Linked DNA regions of Mus musculus: region 2 is linked to region 1. A link is a contact called in public ChIA-PET data. All regions are on one chromosome and are shown on one strand. The core of a region is the stretch at or near the end of the contact, and the rest is flanking DNA. Distances in the headings are between cores, read along the strand shown.

What was found. ChIA-PET counts read pairs in DNA pulled down with a chosen protein or histone mark.
Region 2: a contact with region 1 is called in an RNA polymerase II ChIA-PET map of memory CD8 T cells, with 19 read pairs. The contact joins two enhancer-like sites. A contact is called at or near these places in 4 of 115 datasets of contacts at active chromatin or transcription factors (effector CD8 T cells, embryonic stem cells and memory CD8 T cells) and 1 of 9 other capture datasets (adipose tissue).

The regions. Positions count from the first base shown.
Region 1 is chr13:63,282,718-63,286,988 of GRCm38.p6, forward strand. The region is part of intron 14 of Aopep (aminopeptidase O); the gene reads left to right. Among named protein-coding and RNA genes, the nearest start is that of Gm16907, 12 kb to the right of the region's middle. Within about 2 kb of position 2,269, at least 20 of the 459 cell types and tissues checked have an H3K27ac peak or open chromatin away from gene starts, as enhancers often do. A contact at or near this core is called in effector CD8 T cells and memory CD8 T cells, where this site is marked.
Region 2 is chr13:63,409,459-63,413,729 of GRCm38.p6, forward strand. All of the region lies in intron 1 of Fancc (Fanconi anemia, complementation group C), which reads right to left. Among named protein-coding and RNA genes, the nearest start is that of Fancc, 20 kb to the right of the region's middle. Within about 2 kb of position 1,988, at least 78 of the 459 cell types and tissues checked have an H3K27ac peak or open chromatin away from gene starts, as enhancers often do. A contact at or near this core is called in effector CD8 T cells and memory CD8 T cells, where this site is marked.

The sequences.
Region 1 (4,271 bases), core at 1,019-3,518:
AAAAGTAAAATTGGATGGTTGTGGTAATGCAGTATGATGTGAGCCTTTATTTTAGTTTATTAAGAACACAGTACAGGTCCTAGATGAATTCCAGGTTTGAGAAAAATATAAAATCATAAATATTTAATGTTTTTAATCATAAGAAAAAGTTCAAAGAAAAATGGTCTTGGACACAGAGCTCTAAAATACAGAGAACATAAGAAACCTTAACTGAGTTTTCTATGCCCTGCAGTCAGCAGCTACTAGCACCTGGAGCATTAGGACACTGGAAACTTAGCCCTCCTGAGCAGGGTGTGCACAGGTATGAGGTGCATGGGGGACCAAGGTGCTCGATACTCATTACAGTCTATTTTTGAACTTCTATTTTAGACCAGTTGGCTTATGTGAAATGTTATAGTGTCTTACACTGACAAACAATTCCTTAGTAGCTCACCGGGAAGGTGGACTTTGTTACACATTTCCAAGTCCATAGACTTAGGAGCAGTGGAAAGAAGTTCTTAGGGAGACACTGTTACCCTTTACCACCCATGTATCAAATTTGTTTGTTTCTGCTCCTAGCCCTTTTGTTTATCAGAGACTCCAAATGCCAGACTTATTTTTAATTAGTGTTTGAAAGACCTTGCTATTTATAGGCAAAGGATTGTGTTTTGACTGGTTGGATCCCACTGGAGTCAGGCTCCTGCCAGCCTGCACTGGCTGGGTGGGAGGGTCAGAGCAGGTGCTGAACACCTGTCCCTTGATGCCAGGAAGCCATGAGGCTCCAATCCCCTTCTCCCTCTTCCTACTGGCATGTCACACATCCTGTCTTACCTTACACAGCCAGGTACAGTTACTGTGTGTTCCTTAAACCTTTGAGAAGGAGGTAGATGTCTCCCTTTTCTGGAAATATCAAAAACTATATCTCACTGCCCAAAGGCAGATGACTTGATTCTGCTGTGATCCTTGGTGCCCAGATGGACTAAATGTATCCTGGTTTCCTTTACACACTCTTGATCTGACTGTAGCATTTACACTTAACATCTACACACTGAGAAAGAAATGGTGTACTCGAGTCAGGCTCACCCATAGGAAACTTGCATTTATTTGTCTGTCAGCTCATTGGGTAAACAAGGTAGCCTCAGCCGAGGGCTATGAAGGGGTGATACAGGGTGAAGAGGAGACACACAGGGCAAACATCTCTAAGCCAAGTATTCAAGAAAGGCCCCTCAAAGGAAGCAACACTGAAGACAAGAGGAGATGGCTACACAAGACAAGAAAGATGTATAAATCCAGCACATGTCAGGATAGTGGCCAGCAAATGTTGTCTCTAAAAGACTGGAGAGTTCATAGTTTAGGCCACATTGTTTCTGCAACAGCTCTTCAACTTTGTTGTTGAGACAAGCACACAATAAAAAGCCACATACCTGCGGACACATGGGTGAGTGCTGCTGTAAAAGCCAGGAGAGCTGTGCTAAACTTAACCTGGGTCTCTCAGTATAACCAGTCCTCCTCAGGACTCCTCAGGTCTCTCAGTATAACCAGTCCTCCTCAGGACTCCTCAGGACTCTTTAGTATAACCAGTCCTGCTCAGGACTCCTCAGGACTCTCAGTATAACCAGTCCTGCTCAGGACTCCTCAGGTCTCTCAGTATAACCAGTCCTGCTCAGGACTCCTCAGGTCTCTCAGTATAACCAGTCCTGCTCAGGACTCCTCAGGACTCTCAGTATAACCAGTCCTCCTCAGGACTCCTCAGGACTCTTTAGTATAACCAGTCCTGCTCAGGACTCCTCAGGACTCTCAGTATAACCAGTCCTGCTCAGGACTCCTCAGGTCTCTCAGTATAACCAGTCCTGCTCAGGACTCCTCAGGACTCTCAGTATAACCAGTCCTGCTCAGGACTCCTCAGGTCTCTCAGTATAACCAGTCCTGCTCAGGACTCCTCAGGACTCTCAGTATAGCCAGTCCTCCTCAGGACTCCTCAGGTCTCTCAGTATAACCAGTCCTGCTCAGGACTCCTCAGGTCTCTCAGTATAACCAGTCCTGCTCAGGACTCCTCAGGACTCTCAGTATAACCAGTCCTTCTCAGGACTCCTCAGGTCTCTCAGTATAACCAGTCCTGCTCAGGACTCCTCAGGTCTCTCAGTATAACCAGTCCTGCTCAGGACTCCTCAGGACTCTTGCCAACCCAGCTCCTGATCACTTCGCATGGCATTTTGCAGCTGTGTCCCTTGCTGGGGCTGCGGATTGAGGTTCCTGCAGTAGGGACTTCAAACTAAGCAGTGGCTTTGTGCTTGTGGTTCCGTCATAAGTGTGGCTGCAGTTCCTTGTGCTTGTGGCTTTTCTTGTACTGAAGTTCCTGTAAAATATCACTTTGAATCTGAAGATCAACATGATTTTCAGCAACCATGTTGTTTTCTAGAAACTTCAAATTTTAAGTGTGCCTTCTGGTGACTAGGCCGCAGGAACTAAGTTGAACCATTAGCAACTTTCATTTGAGTGACAGACAGTCGACAGGAGAAAGAGTTGTTCCTTGGTGGAAACAACCTTGAGGTTTCTAACTTGGTTTCCACTATTCCCCTGTAACTGAGCAAGCAAGGGCATTCCATCCAGTTGTCAGGGTTCTCAGATACAGAATAAGTAGGAGCCACCTGAAAGATGGCCAAAGAGACCTCAGTAGCGGGGTCATGTGCCAAGCCTCCACAGAGAAGGAGTGAGGTAAGTAAGGCCTCCAGTGTTCTGTGCAGGTCACTGTCAAGCTCTGGGTCTGGTATTGAATAAGGAATCTGTGATTATAGCGAGAGTGTTTCTAGGGCCTGCTGGAAGGCTGCCCTCCCATTCCTCCTACTGGCCTGAAGGCCTGTGTGGTTGAGAAGGGAACCTGCCACAACCTGTGGCTCCAGCTGGCCATGCCCCTCATGACAAAATGCAATGCACATCTCTCCTAGTGACTCAGCCCTCAGCTCACTTCAGGCAGCTTGTATGTGAAGGCCACCATAAACATTTTAGACTGGGCCATAACCTTGGTCTAAAGCACCTTCGACATTTTTCTGTTTGTGTTTTCTAAATTTAAAAAAATCCATGTATGCCAGGCAGTGGTGGCGCACACCTTTAACCCCAACACTTGGGAGGCAGAGGCAGGCGAATTTCTGAGTTCGAGGCCAGCCTGGTCTACAGAGTGAGTTCCAGGACGGCCAGGGCTACACAGAGAAACCCTGTCTCGAAAAAAAAAAAAAAAAAATCCATGTGAGTGATTTATATGTGTGAGTGAGTGAGAGAGAGAGGGGGAGAGAGAGAGAGAGAGAGTGAAAGTGAGTGAAAGAGTGAGTGAGAGAGTGAGTGAAAGAGAGAGAGTGAGTGAGTGAGAGAGAGAATGAGAGAGAGAGAGGATGAGAGAGAGAGAGAACACAGAGTGTGAAGCTCTGTACCGTGAAAGGAAGGCTGTCATCTTCAGGACACAGGAGCAGGAACATCAGGACAAGTTCCCAGCCAGCGTGGCCTGTATAGTAAAACTAGTCTCAAACTACCACAGAAAAAGGGGGAGAAAGCCACCAGGATGCAACAGGAGTCAGAATTAGACACAGTAAGTAGCACACATTCACCCCAGCATTCTGGGAGACACACAGGTGGGTCTCGGTGAGTTTAAGGCCAGCCTGGTCTGCACAGCATGTTCCAAGCAAGAAAGCAGAATGGTAGTGTATGCCCATCTCTGGAGTACAACCTGTGGTTGATTTCTAAGCACCCATGTCCAGGGCTTGATGCTGGTCAGGATGTGGACTCTGCAGGGGCCGTGTCCGGGTGCTGATACACGCCATTTGCCTTCCCCTGGCCTCATTTTCCACCTCAGCACAACATTATCTCAACTGTACTGCCAGTGCTGAGGGGGACTTGATGAAATGAGCTTTGCTCTTGGGTTTTATATCTGATTTTGTTTTCCTTGGAAACTATGTGCTGTGTCTGAGCACGCCATTGTCAGGGCGTGCTAACAGATGGCGCCCTCAGTTGGAGAGCCACACTCTTCACCAGCTCGCCAGGCCCCTCCCTTTTGGTGACTTGGGGGAAGGTTCCTAAGCCTTGATTTCCTGGGGATTAAAATGAATCCATAAATACTTTCTTCACAGAATTGTTAACAAGGTAAGATGAGGAACCATGCAAGACTATGAAGAACACGTGAACAACCCACAGTTAAGTTCATCCGGTTGTTTCTGGGCTGTCTGGCCAGGGGTGGAATCTAGGGCTTTGCGCATGTCAGGCACATGCTTGACCACTGATGTATAACCCAGCTGAGCATGACC
Region 2 (4,271 bases), core at 738-3,237, 130 kb after region 1:
CCACCCCCACCACTCCCACACTACCCCCACCACTCCCCCACCCCTCACCCCTACCCTTGAATAAACAATGACAACCTACTACTGCCCAGGCAGTTTTGTCTTCATCTCTGTAGATGACACTGCAGGCTTCCAGTTAAGTCCATTAGAAAAAGTGCTGAAGAACACATTAGTATTTTGTCTTGAGTTTGGTTCTCAGTGGCTGTTATAAAACAATGACCAAAAGCAACTTTAGGAGGAAACAGTTTAGTTGGTTTACAGGATATAGCCACCATCAAAGGAACCCAAAGCAGGAGTTCGAAACAGAAACAACAAAATAGTGCTTAGGGGTTTGAACCTCGTGATTTGTTCAGCAGGACCACCTCCCTAGGGGTGGCACCACCAGAAGTAGGCTGGACCCTCCTACGTCAATCATTAATCAAGAAAATGGACCACAGACATGCCCAGAAGCCAACCTAATGGAGGCTCCCTCTTCCCAGAGAGAATAAGTTGACAACCAAGGTTGGCTCTAACATAATTAAAATATTAGACACTGGCCAGGCTTGACGGTGAACATCTTTGAGCCCAACACTCAGGAAGCAGAGAAGATGAAGGTGGATGTCTAAGTCTGGTCTACAGAGCCAGTTCCAGGATAGCCAGAACTACACAGAGAAACCCTGTTTTGAAAAGTCAAAAAAATAAGGAAGAAATTGTCTTCTTGCCTTTGTCACTGGTGACTTGACTCTGAGTTTACTTCTCCTCTCCATCTTTGCTTCGAACAGGAATTTATCACTCACCAACAAAACCAAGAAAAGATGCCTGCACATTTGTAGGAAGCCATTTTACACTAGGAACTCAAACACACTTCTAGTGAAAAGGCTCCTGCTCTCAGGCAACCTGTGGCCAGTGAGTAAGATCAAGGCCTGTATATCAACAAAGCTTACCTAAGCAGGGTTTCTCACTCTAAGAACAGCTGAGAGCCCCAAGGACAGGTTCAAGTTATTTTTTTTTTTAATCCTGTTAGGTATCACAAACATAAACTAGTAAAGTCCTATGCTTTTAATACTTGTAAAATTAAAAACTAAAAATCTGTAGAAATTTAAAAGTACAGTTTTTACCCATGTAAACACTTGAACAAAGTCCACATGGCAAATGTCTAAAATAAGTGAATTCAATGGACAAGAGTGATTTGACTCAGGTGATACCGTGGTCACTGACATTCACTTCTGACCAGCTTGACCCTGACTCTATGGGCAGTGTGGCATTGCCAGCCACTTCCCTCTTCAAAGCAACAACGGAATGGCAACCTCAAGGTGAGGTCAGACGCTATAAACACTTTCATCTCTGTTCTTTGGTAATGTATCCCAGCATTTCAAGCAGAGCTACTTGTGTGCCAACACAAGCAGCTAGAGGCAATGAAAGTCCAAGGCAGTACCTGGTTAGGCAATGGAGGTGTCTGGAGACTTTTTTATTTTAATTTTATCTTCAAAAGGGTAAAGAGTAAGTACAATCTTTCTAGACAACTTGAGCATGCTAATGAACCCCACCTACTTAATCGTCCTTATCTTCGGGGGCCTGCAAGCCTCAGAAGGAGTTCCTGTAACCGTGTGCTGAGGGCCACTGGACTCATACAGAAGCAGCTTTCTTGTGGTTACGTTTTAGTTCTGTATATAACCAAGTACCTAACTTTGTTTCCTTTACACTCTCAGCCCATGGCTTCCTGTTAAGACAGCACAAGAAATCCTCTTTGATGGGCTCTCTACTCCAAACACAGCGACCAGACGGGACACATCAAAGAGAAAACCCAAAATGTTGTGGTGAAACTAAAAATATATATAAACACTTCCTGAACTGGAACCAGGACAGAAACATAAAGATTCTACCTCGGGAGGAGTTTTGTGCCTCTATGCTTAGAAACCCAAACCAGGCAGAGAACTGCAGGCTAGGCAAGCTGAGAAGGGGACATCTGAACTGACATTTCCGAATGCAATGCCTTTTCACTCAACCCAGCCTGTTGGTGCTGTGCAGTTCGGATCAACCTGATCCAGGCCTCAGCCAGCTTCCTAGAGATGAACTGTCTTATGGCACTGCAGCACCACCTGCTGAAGAGCCAAAAAAAAAAAAAAGAAAAAGAAAAAAAGTCAATCCACAGCTGAAACTGGTTGTGGAGGGATGGCCTCCACATCATTCCAACCAGCTGCTTTCTCTTGTTTTTAAAACTGAAGCCAGTGCTTGCCCAAACTGCCTGAGAATAAACAGTAACCCCTCTTACTTCTCCCATTGCCTGTAATCACCACAGGAAGATGTGTCTGCTTCCCTCACCACAGCGCCAGCCATCTCAGGAAAGACTGTTAGACTCTATTCACATTTTCCATGGGGCTAAGGACACAGCTGAGGCAGCAGAACACAGCCAAATCAACCCTTTCCTCCCCAGCTTGCTTTTGGTCATGGTTTTACCATAGCAACAGTAACTGTAACTAAGACAAATTGGTACCTGGATCATGGGATATTGCTGTGACAAATCTGACTAGGTTGTTTATTGGAGGATTGTTTATTGGAATATTTATTGGAACATTAGGCTAGAAAAGCCAGTGAGTGTTCAAAGCTTAGTGAGCTATTCTGAGGGAACGTTAAAGATAAGATTATTCAGAGCAGGGGCTGGAGAGATGGCTCAGTGATTAAGAGCACTGACTGCTCTTCCAGAGGCCCTGAGTTCAATTCCCAGCAACCACATGGTGGCTTACAATCATCTGTGATGGGATCTGATGCCCTCTTCTGGTGTGTCTGAACAGAGCAACAGTGTACTCATATACATAAAATAAATAAATCTGGGGAAAAAAAAAGAATATTCAGAGCAATGCAGACAATGGAGTCCTGGGAAGCTCCAGAGGGAAGTTTAAAAGCCACCCAAAGACTCTTATCAGGGCTATTTGCTACTCTGAGCTGATAATCTGTGGTTCTGGTTGTCTGGGGCTAAAGAGTCAGCTGTGATTAACAAAGGACGAGAGCCACTAAAATTAAACCTTTGCTGGGACAGTTGATGCTGGTCAGCTGGAGCGAAGAAATCAGTGGTAGTTTTGTTGTTTGTTTGTTTGTTTTTAAGAGACATGGAAGGAAAATCTGCAAAGTGTTTCCCCAGAGTTGGCACACAGAAGCTGTGTTTCAGAAGTGCCCAAGACTTGGTAATGTGTAAGACCATCCAGTTGGTGCTAGTTTTGAAGGCATGAAAGGGTCATAGCAAGCAAGTGGGGCTTGGCACTCTGAGAAGCCAGGACAGGCCATTAGAAAAGGTACAGCCTTAGTAGCAGTTGAAGTCCTACGAAGGGATCGTGGAGACAAGATGAGGCTTGGCATGAGGAAGAGAGCCCTGAAGAAAATCACAGTCCAATTACAGCAGAGACCCCAGCATTTTGGAGACGCCAGTCCATGGGATGTCATGGTCATCTTGTATGGCCGCCAAGGACAGCAACAGCAGTGGAGTGGAGGCTGCCAAAGCCTGGAGGACAAGTTGTGTATGCTGTAGAAGATGGAGCCAGAGAAGTGGTTTAAGCCTCTGGAGAAACCCAGAAGACTGTGAGTGAATCCCAGCATTGGACATTGATTTATTTACACTTTTGAAGTTGGTTTTGCTTTGTTCAGATTGTGACTGTGCCCTGGTTCTTCCCTCTTGTAGAAGGAAAGTATTTAATTTTCATTTTTACAGGAGACCTTGGTTGAGAGACTGAACTTTTAAAAACATATTATGAATTTTTAAAAGACTGAATATTTTAAAGAGACTGAACCTTTAATATGTTTGAATTTGTAAAGACAATGAGACTTTTAACGTTATATTTTACATTATGATATTATTATTAACATGCCATCTTGGGGAATAAATGAGAAAGAAAAAGCTCTAACTGAAAAGTGATGTTTGAGTGTCAAGTTGACAAGAGTGTCCATTGTGCTGGCTAGTTTTATGTCAACTTAACACAAGCTAAAGTCATCTGAGGAGAGAGCTTCAAATCAAGAAAATGGCTTCATAAGATCAGATTGTAGGCAAGCCTGTAGGGCATTTTATTAATTAGTGATTGATGTGGGAGGGCCCAGCACGTTGTAGGTGGGGCCACCTCAGGGTTGGAAGTCCTAGGTTCCATAAAAAAGCAGGCTGAACAAGCCCTGTGTAGCAAGCCAGTAAGCAGTGTAGCTACAAAGGAGCATTCCTCCCTGGCATCTGCACTAGCTCCAGCCTGCAGGTTCCTGCCCTGCTGGAGTTCTTCACTGCTTTTGATGAGCTATCACATGGAACTGTGAGTGAA